Regions from separate parts of the Sus scrofa genome. Here region 1 is linked to region 2. The links are chromatin contacts, called in public promoter capture Hi-C maps. All regions are on one chromosome and are shown on one strand. Each heading gives the region's core, a stretch centred on a gene start, on an enhancer-like site or on the middle of the called end of the contact. The rest is flanking DNA. Distances are from core to core; before and after follow the strand shown. Region 1 holds the start of EBP (emopamil binding protein (sterol isomerase)). Region 2 holds the start of FTSJ1 (FtsJ RNA methyltransferase homolog 1 (E. coli)).

Evidence for each region. Promoter capture Hi-C pulls out the DNA fragments that hold promoters and counts their contacts.
Region 1: a contact with region 2 is called in a promoter capture Hi-C map of liver, with 2.3 times the contacts expected there. The contact joins the promoter of EBP here to the promoter of FTSJ1 in region 2. A contact is called at or near these places in 1 of 5 promoter capture datasets (liver), 4 of 47 Hi-C or Micro-C datasets (embryonic fibroblasts, heart right ventricle, liver and 1 more) and 1 of 2 datasets of contacts at active chromatin or transcription factors (alveolar macrophages).

What each region holds. Positions count from the first base shown.
Region 1 is chrX:42,668,309-42,673,440 of Sscrofa11.1, reverse strand. It overlaps EBP (emopamil binding protein (sterol isomerase)), which reads right to left and starts at 1,382. Exons shown (of 4, transcript NM_001167646.1): 1 at 1,082-1,382. The coding sequence starts at 1,382. PORCN (protein-serine O-palmitoleoyltransferase porcupine) reads right to left here. Exons shown (of 14, transcript XM_013990893.2): 14 at 3,915-4,365. The coding sequence ends at 4,264.
Region 2 is chrX:42,606,139-42,611,300 of Sscrofa11.1, reverse strand. It overlaps FTSJ1 (FtsJ RNA methyltransferase homolog 1 (E. coli)), which reads right to left and starts at 1,477. Exons shown (of 13, transcript NM_001184755.1): 1 at 1,261-1,477.

The DNA.
Region 1 (5,132 bases), core at 133-2,632, 62 kb before region 2:
ATCCTTGGCTTCGCTCAGTGGGTTAAGGATCTGGTGTTGTCGTGAGCTGTGGTGTAGGTCGAAGACGTGGCTTGGATTCTGTGTTGCTGTGGCTGTGATGTAGGCTGGCAGCTGTACCTCTGATTTGAACCCTAGACTGGGAACCTCCATATGCCACAAGAGTGGCCCTAAAAAAAAAAAAAAAAGTAAAGATATAGTTATAAGGTATCTACTACCTGCCAAACCCTGTTCTAAGTGTCTTACGTGTATTTGGATATTACAATTCTCCCTCTTTTTTTTTTTGCTATTTCTTGGGCTGCTCCCACGGCATATGGAGGTTCCCAGGCTAGGGGTCGAATCGGAGCTGTAGCCGCCGGCCTACGCCAGAGCCACAGCAACGCAGGATCCGAGCTGCATCTGCAACCTACACCACAGCTCACGGCAACGCTGGATCGCTAACCCACTGAGCAAGGGCAGGGATCGAACCCGAAACCTCATGGTTCCTAGTCGGATTTGTTAGCCACTGCGCCACGACGGGAACTCCACAATTCTCCCTCTTTTACAGTTGAGCAAACTGAGGTTTATGTGTGTGAAATATAAGCAATTACTGGGGGCAACTTGGTAGATAGAAGGTAGATAGATTTTCACTGCATATTTCTTTAAATGGGTCCAAATCGCTTTGGATCCATGTGAATATATATGCGACAAAAAAGTTAAATACATTTTAAAAATATATTAATGGGGAGTTCCCGTCGTGGCGCAGTGGTTAACAAATCCGACTAGGAACCATGAGGTTGCAGGTTCAATCCCTGGCCTAGCTCAGTGGGTTAAGGACGCGGCGTTGCCGTGAGCTGTGGTGTAGGTCGCAGACAAGGCTCAGATCCCACGATGCTGTGGCTCTGGTGTAGGCCGGCAGCTACAGCTCCGATTCGACCCCTAGCCTGGGAACCTCCATGTGCCATGAGAGCAGCCCTAGAAAAGGCAAAAAGACCAAAAAAAAAATTTAATTAATGGGAAAAGTGTCAGTGGGTGGGTGACCATCTAAGCCAATCTCTGCCCAGGAAATTCCCTCCCACAGCACGCTGAAGAACTTAGGACTCACAGAGTTGAGATAAGAAGGCTTGGTCTCCAAGAAGCTCCTCGTGGTAGAGACAGAACCAGCCCTCAATCACCAAGTGAACGAACCCACAGACTGCAAACCAGCACAAGGACAGTCTCCGCCAAGTGCTCAGTGGGACGACCGCAGCACGACCTGACAACAGCCAGGTAGTGACGACTAAGACTCCAGAGGCGGAGAAGAGGCCAGCCAGGATATGCCAAGTGGGGCAGTCATTAGGCACAAAGTTGTCCAGCCTCAGGTGCCGAGGCCAGTATGGATGCATGGGGCTGGCGTTGGTGGTCATGTCTTTGTCGGCTGACAGCTGTGGGCTGTGTATGGATATGTAGAAAGGAGAACAAAGAAAGAGGAAAAACCTGGGAAAAAAAAAACAAAGGGAAAGCACAGAATGAGATCATAAAATCAAATCTAGGAGTTCCCCCTCTGGCTCAGCGGTAATGAACCCGTCTAGTATCCATGAGGACGTGGGTTTGATCCCTGGCCCGGCTCGGTGGGTTAAGGATCCAACGTTGCTGTGAACTGTGGTGTAGATTGCAGATGCAGCTCAGACTCCGCATTGCTGTGGCTGTGGCACAGGCTGACAGCTACAGCTCCAATTCAACCCCTAGCCTGGGAAATTCCATATGAGGCCAGTGCTGCCCTAAAAAGACACACACACGCACACAAGCACACGCACACACACAAAATCAATCTGTTATGATAAGAAATGTAAATGGACTCAATTAATTATACGCTGTTTTAAAAACATGACTGGAAGACCACGCAAAGTCTGAAAGTTTGTTCCAGCCCTCCGGAAGCCATATGTGGTGGACACAGGAACCAGAACAGGTCCCAGCCCTCACTGGTTACAGTCTGCAGGGGAAGACAGGAACCAGGTCTAGTCTGCCCTCATTGGTCACAGTCTGGTGAGCAGACACAAGAATCAGACTAGATCCTAGCCCTCATTGGTCACGCTCTGGTGGGGAGAGACACAGGAACCAGGCTTGGTCCACGCTTTTAGAGGTCACAGACGGCTGGGGGAGACAAAGGAGCCAGGCCTGGTTCCAGCCCTCAAGGGTCACAGTCTGCTGGGGGAGACACAACGACCAGGTTAGGTCCCACTGCAGGGGTCTCTGTCTTGCATCATTCAATGGACAGCTATTACCCTCCCCATAGTTCTGACAACTGCAGGACAGAAGAGAGAAAACTAATCAGAAATACTACCCTCAGGTTCAGTGTGTGGGATTGCCCGATCCCTCCTGAAAGAGTGCAACCCGCAGCCAACCTGCAAGAAAGAGGAACGTGGAGGACAGGATCCCAGCTTGGGGCGCTAAAAAGGAAAAGGAGGGTCAAAGACAGAGACCACCAATCAAAACCAGAATCCTCTACTCCAGCTGCCCAATGAGAAGGTGGATCTTCTGTCGTCCGGACAACAGCGCGGTAGCCGGGGATCCTGCGCAAGCGCGTGGGAGGGCGGGGAGGCACGGCGTGGGTTGGCAGGCGGGTGGCGGAGAGAAAGGGTCTCGCGCAGGCGCGCCGAGGGTCGGTCATTTGGCAATTAAGAGCTAGGGGATGGAGTGGCAGTCCTGGCGGAGAGGACTCACCCAGCAGCGCGGTTGCGGCGGCTTCTCCCACAGCCTCCCAGGTCTCTCTAGGCTAGCTCGCAGGGTCCGAGAGAGCCGTGATTCTTACCCATCCCTTCACGGTTTCCTCGCCTTATGGAGTTGGCCAATGGAGAGGCTCGCAAGGCGGCCAGTGCTGCTCCCAACCAGTAGGAATTCTCTGTGTGCCTCCGACCCCGCCCTCATGTGTGGTGCCATTTTCTCTATTGGTTGAGACCCAGTCAGGAGTGGGAGAGGCGGGGAGGGCCAAGGTTGGTGGGCGTTTTAGGGCGGAAGCCAATCTGCGGCGAGTCTCGTCTTCAATTTCCCTATCCGCTTATCAATCCCATCGGAAATCGAGTGTTTATCCTCCCCCCAATCTTCTGTTGAATCAGCATTGCATTGTGTCCTCTCACCTTTGCCCTCGTTTTCAAAGGCGGAGCAATCAGATCTTTTTCCTAGACCAAACTTCCATCGTAATCCTGGAATGCAGCAGGCAGATCACAATCTATACACTGCTCCTCAGCCCTATAGCCATTTGCACCTCTCCCCATTTCAAGTCAGAACAACCAATCAAAACCCAGGCCCCTCAGCCTTGCTGGCCAATGGGCATGGAGACTCTCAGTCTCCCTGTGCCAACTCTAAAGAGCCAATCCCGGAGTTCCCTGTTGTGGAGTAGTGGAAAGGAATGCGACTAGTATCCATGAGGATGCGGGTTCGATCCCTGGCCTTGTTCAGTGGCTCGTGGGTTGGGGATCAGGCGTCGCCGGTCAGCTGTGGTGTTGATCGCAGACACAGCTCGGATCCCTAAAGAGCCAATCCCTACTCTCTAACTCTAAGCCAGCAGGCACCCAGACTGCTCAGTCAGTATCCAGACCCAACCCAGGCCTCCTATCCGATTAGAACACACACACCTCAGTCCTAAGGACCAAAAAGCATAACCTCTTCATCCCTCTTGCTTTCCCTCCTCTGTCCAGTCAGAGCAACCAATCAGAATGGCGATCCCTATTTTTCAAGCCAATTGGCTCCCACCCCATCCAAGAATCTAGTCTGTCCTGGCCCCACTGGAACCGGGCAGTGGTATTCTCAGGCTCATCATCCAATCATGATAATAAATTAACCAGGAACCAATCACAGTGTGCTCCCTCTTCAGGGTTCCTAGGTACCAAAATTCTATCCATGCTGTGCCTCCTTCCTCACTCACTCTTATTTCCCAATGAGCAGTGAAAAAAAAGAGGTTTTTGTATATTTCCTACTTTTATTTGATAATAACAAACTGCATATAAAAAGGGATAAGGAAGGCGGGGAGGCCCTGGATCTCCCCCTCTCTGCTTCCCCAAGCATCCTCCACCCCTAAGCCCCAGCAGGGACTACACTCCCTTCCCGCCTTGTGGTGGGGTGGGGATTGGCAGGCATGGAAATGCTGTGTGTGTGTGTGTGTGTGTGTGTGTGTGTGTGTGTAGGTGTTGAGGGGGTCAAGGATGGAGAGAGGGTCAGAATTAGAGAGAGGGCCTTCCCTCATTCCCCATCAGAGCTGGCACCCTGAGGAGGGGTCTTGAGGGAGCTGCGAAGGTCCACAGCTGTGCCTCAGCCTATGAGACGATAGAAGATCCAGCATCCAAAAGTGACCCAGTGACTGGCCCAGCTGAGCTCTGACCATTTGTGGATAGTGTATGCCATGCCATAGCCCTGTGGGAGAGAAAGAGGTGACAGTTGGTCCCATCCAGCGAGAACAAAGAAGGTCTCAGGAAAACCCATCCTTTGCCCAAGGACATTTCAGTGACTCCACTGCTACCCTAAATGAGGTCCCAGAGAAGACACTGGCTACATATGAAAGGTAAGCAGACTCAGGGTTTGGTTTTTTTCTGTTTTCTTCTCCTTTCAAAATTTAAAAAACAAGACAAGGCAATCCCACTCTCTGATTTCTACTCTTCCTTACATATAAAGAGCTCCTAGAAACTGATTTTTTCCCTATTTTTTTTTTTTATGGCCACATACAAGGCATATGGAAGTTCCCAGACTAGGGGTTGAATTGAAGCTGGAGCTGTCTACACTACAGCCACAGCAACGCCAGATCTGCGCCGCATCTGTGACCTACACCACAGCTCACGACAACGCCAGATCCTTAACCCACTGAGCGAGGCCAGAGATTGAACCTGCAACTTCATGGTTCCTACTCGGATTCGTTTCCCCTGCGTCATGACAGGAACTCCTTTTTTCTTTTCTTTCTTTTTTTTTTTTTGACACTCATCTTTTTCCTCCGCTCAAACTGGCATACATATCCATGAAATCTGAGAGCCCCTCTGTGGGTGGGGCAACAAGCAGTATCACACACTGCTGGTGGGATAGTGAAAAGAAACTTGGAGTTAATGAATCCGACTAGGAACCATGAACGGATTCGATCCCTGGCCTTGCTCAGTGGGTTGGGGATCCGGCGTTGCCGTGAGCTGTGGTGT
Region 2 (5,162 bases), core at 228-2,727:
CACCACAAATTAAACCCTGCAACTCTCACTATCGACCCTTCTTTGCCCACCTGATCCTCAATAACATCTCACAGTCTCTCTGGCTGTCCTCACTGCCCCTAGAGTCCCAGAGCCCTACGAGCCCCCATTCATCCCTTGCTTTCACCCCTGTTATCCTCATACTACCTCACTGCGCCCCCCCCATTTCCTTAATCTCTCTCCTGAAATGATTATGTCCTCAATAATTCCTTTATCACGACCTCCATATCGCGCCCCCCCCCATTAATGTCTGGAGGACCATGGCCTATTAGTTCCCCATTAAGCCCTCAATTACTATGATTTCTCAGCCCCCATTCACTTGGTCCTCCCACTGATCCTTCACAGCCTCTAGCAACTGTCATTACCACACTCACATTAAGCCCTGATCATACATAAGCCTCCCATTCTCTCCTCACTGCCCACCTTTCCATGCCCCCCTAATGATCACTTGATGAGGACACCCAACGACTTACTCTTAGCTATTACGCTCTCTTTGCTCACTCTGTTCCCATTAATTCCTCAATGACCATGCCATGATCACCCACTAAAATCTTTTGATTACAACACTCCTTTGGCCTCTTATTCTCTCTTCTTTGATCACAACTCCCATTAGCTCCTTGATCATGACCCTCATTGGCCTCTATTATTCCCTCCCCGGCCTCATAGTAATTGAATTGTCCTTCCAATTACTATGCCCCATCGCTTTTCATTAATCCTCTGAATATGCTACCTCCGTCAGTCCCTCAGGGATCACACTTCTACCTGCTTCCCATTATCCTCAAGGTGCCCCTGTACTATCCTCCCATGAATTAATGAATGCATCCCCACTGGCCCCCATGATCACATCGACTAAAACACGTCTATCAGCCCCCAGTGATTCCCCAATAACACACCCTCGCAGCCCACCCAACCCTGACACCCACCCATCAACGGCCCTCGGGCTACACCTCCCGGCCCCTCCTCCGCATTACCTCAAAGCCCAAGTCCCCACTGGGACTACAAGACCCCTTTCAAGGCGGCTCCACCGGTATTTGGACCCCTGCCCGCCCCCAGCCCGCCCCGCCTGAGTGGGTCCCCTTATCCAAACCTTGGGTCTGGAGCCTCCCCGGTGCCAGCTTCCCGGACTACGCAGCGGCAGCGCCGCCGAGAGCGAACTTCCCCCCTTCCCTCACCGGCCGGACAGCGCAGGCGTGCCTCAACCGTCTCGGCCGGGACCCAAGTCCTCCGCCCCCCAGGGCCTACCTTAAACTTTCTACGTAGGGAAAAGCCGGACGAAGGAGGCCGGTCCGCGAGCAGCCCGAGCTTGCGCGAGAGCGCAAACCGGTGAGAAATCCAAGGGCTTCAGTTTGGGTTCTTAGTTGGTCCGGACGTCTCTCGCGCATGCCTAAGGGCGACCGGAGCGTGGCAAGACTGTCATCGCGGAACGCGGAGGGTCGCGCGAAGCCAGGGCCGGACCTGAACTTACCACGTGAATTCCGTCATCTCGCGCCGACGTAGCCGGTCTGGCGAACTGCCGTTCCCAGCATGCAATGGGCGCGAGCAAAGCCGCCGAAGTCGCGCGCGGCGTGGCCGAAACGTCGCGAGGAGGGGGAACGGTTCTTTTGTTCCAAGGCGAAAATTAACGTACTCTCCGCCCCTCCCTTCTTGGGAGATGGCGGTCCTCGGGCCTTTGGACTACATTTCCCAAGATGCAACGCGCACGCCGGCACCTATTCCCTTTTCGCCTGCCTGGAGGTATAATTACCGCCAGGGTCGAGAAGTAGAGAGGAAGGCAAGTGCGTTAATTAAGTGCGCGAGCGCGGTGAGGCTGCTCCCCTGCAATTTCAAATCCCACTTCCTCTCACTAATAGCGCCCCCTGACTGTTACCGTCTCAGGACTTCGGTTTCTCCATTTGTAAAATAGGGATAATAAATAGTACAGACTCCGCAGAGAGTTACTGGGAGATCTAAATAGGTGTAGTGCAGCACGCTGTCCTTCTTTGTAATTCTGTGTTCTTCAAACACTTTTAAGTCAGACCTAGAAAAAAAGACTGCATCGCGACCCAGTGCACAAGCAAATATAGTAATGGAAACATTTATTATAGAGTTTCCCATGTGCCAGGCACTCTTCTGAGTGCTTTCGGTGGTGTGCTGGTAAATGGTTAACAATCAGCTCTTTAGGTGGAGAGGGAGAGGAAGCCCCGATCTCTAACATTTGCCAGTTTCCATGGTTTTACATACTATCATCTTGTCAAATTTCAACTTACCAAGGTGTAGTCACGGAACCCAGGGTCTGGAAGAGCTGCAGTGGTGCACCACTGTGTATTATTTCTACCATACAGTTAAAAATGGGGTAAATGACCTCGGGAGCACAGACATCATGAAATACAGTAAAATAATAACGAGGAAGTGGTGAACTTTGAGTATCACCTTTTTAAAATCGAATTTATTTAATTGTGAGTTTATGTCACTTCATTTGAAATACTAGCTGTGTTTAACGACCAGTTTGCAGAATTCCTGAAAACGGAACAGGCAGCTCTGCAAACTTATAGGTACCAGTAGGTTCCAGTGCACGACTGAACCCTTTCCATTAACATAATCCTTCCCTTGCAACCTCCATTATGAGATGACTACTGCAATTATAACCAGTTTCCAGATGAGGAAGAGGAGATAAAGGAGGATATATATGTATTTATATTATTATCTTAGCTATATAAACATACATCCCATTTATTATGTGATAATATAAAAATATAGTGATGTTTAATATTTACTAGTATATGTTATATATTAGTAAACAAATATCCCATTATATGTAAACATAAGGAAATGGATAATATAGTTATGCATTTTGTATTGTGTATGTATAAAATACACACATCATCTTATATAAATGTATATGATGGAGTTCCCATCGTGGCGCAGTGGTTAACGAATCCGACTAGGAACCATGAGGTTGTGGGTTCGATCCCTGGCCTTGCTCAGTGGGTTAAGAATCCGGCGTTGCTGTGAGCTGTGGCGTAGGTCACAGATCCAGCTCGGATCCCGGTTGCTGTGGCTCTGGCGTAGGCCGGTGGCTACAGCTCTGATTGGACCCCTAGCCTGGGAACCTCCATATGCCACAGGAGCGGCCCTAGAAAAGGCAAAAAGATAAAAAAAAAATGTATATGCTGATATATATAGATGTGTGTGTGTAACTGCCAGTATCTATATACATGTGCTTACTAAAAAACTGTGCTGGGAGTTCCCTTTGTGGCGCAGTGGAAACGAATCCCACTAGTATCCATGAGGATGTGGCTTTGACCCCTGGTCTCCAGTGGGTTAAAGATCCCGAGTTGCTGTGGCTGTGGTGGAGGCCGGCAGCGTCAGCTCTGATGCGACCCCTAGGCTGGGAACTTCCATATGCCGTGGCTGCGGCCCTAAAAAGCAAAACAAACACACAAACAAAAAGTACTAAATATAAATATACTATTAAGCATATAAATATATAATTTTATGGCAGGTGGTGATAAAAACTATGAAGAATAATAACATAGAGTGAAAGGAATGGAGAGCAGCAGGGCTTGAATTGCTGTTTTAGACGTGGAGTCAGGCAAGTCTTTCTGACGAGGTGACATTTTATTTTTTTCCTTTTTAGGGCTGCACTGGGGGCATATGGAAGTTCCCAGGCTAGGGATCGAATCGGAGCTACAGCTGCTGGCCTACACCACAGCCACAGCAACGCAGGGTCTGAGCCGCGTCTTCGACCTACGCCACAGCTCACGGCCACACGCCGGATCCTTAACCCACTGAGCAAGGCCAGGGATGGAACCTCTTCCTCATGGACACTAGTTCCGCAATGGGGGAACGCCTAAAGAGGTGACATTTGAGCTGAGACTCGAAGAAGAGCACAGCCTAGAAATATTTGGAGGAAGAGCAGTCCAGGCAGAGGGAACACCAAGTGCACAGACCCCGGAGTGGGAATGAGCTTGGCAAGTATTCAAAGAACTGAACGATCGATTCATCATTCCTTAGAAATGTGAGCTGCGCCAGGCAGGGGTTTCTGTTGTTTTGTTCACTGCTGCCTCCCTGGCGCCTAGAATAGGGCCCGGCACACAGTTGGTGTTCAATACATGTTTGCTGAATTCGTTGTTTTGTTGCTTTGTTCCTTCACTCTTCCCCTAGTGATGTGCTCTGCATTTATGCGGGGCCCTGGGAGGAGGGGTAGACAGATGCGCAGAGACCCCGGAGAGCCAGGGAGGAAGCGGAGCTTGTCCGAGGAGTTCAAGGGTGTTGTGGGGGCAGGGTGGGTGGGAACATGGCTCCCCTGCAGAGGTGAGCAAGTGTGAGAAAGCAAGGGTTCAAGCCACTGGGCCGCTGCTCCACAGAGATGAGGGGGTGCCAGGCATTGGGGGCCCATGTTCACCCTGTGGGACGCTTCCCACGTCCTGTTTTCTTGCCTCTCACAAAGAGGATGTTTAATTTTTTTGCAAAGAAACTTGCTTCCTCCAGCAGGGCTGGGGGGATTGGGGGACAGGAGCCAGGCTCTGAACTCCCCAGGCTCTTCCCGAAGTAGGGTGTCCGCCTGCAGCTCCCACCCGGCACCCCACTGAGTGTAAAGGTGTCCTCCCCTCAGCCTCCTGAAGAGGTCAAGGAGAGGGGAGCTGCCAGGCTGGCCCGTGTGCCGGAGGGCATCTGACCACGTGAGGGAAAGATGGGGGTGGGAGGGGGGTGGTACAGGCGCAGGGGACCAGACGACAGGACTCAAAAAGCCTTGCAGTCCGGGGGAGGGGGGTTGCTGCTTTGAGGGACGGAAGAGTTATCCGCGGGGAGCCTGCATGAAAGGAGAGATTAGAATCCTAAATCCAGCTCAGTGGGGGGCTGCTTTCACTGGCGGAGAATTCATTAATTCCTTTCACAAAGATGTTATTGAGCAATTACTCTCTGTCGAGCATTGTTCTTCGTGCTTTACCTGTGTTAATTCATTCAGGCTTCCCCAGGGCCCTGAGTTAGGCAGTAGTATGCCCCGGGGGAAGCTGACACAGGGAGGTTTCGAAATTTACTCCTGGCTGCGCAGCTCCTGAGTGGCAGGGCTGGGACCGCTTGCGCTGTTAACTGCTCTGTCCCGTGGCTCCCTCCCTTGAAGGCTGCCGAGCAGTGTGACCCGTTTTAATGAAAAGCAGGGG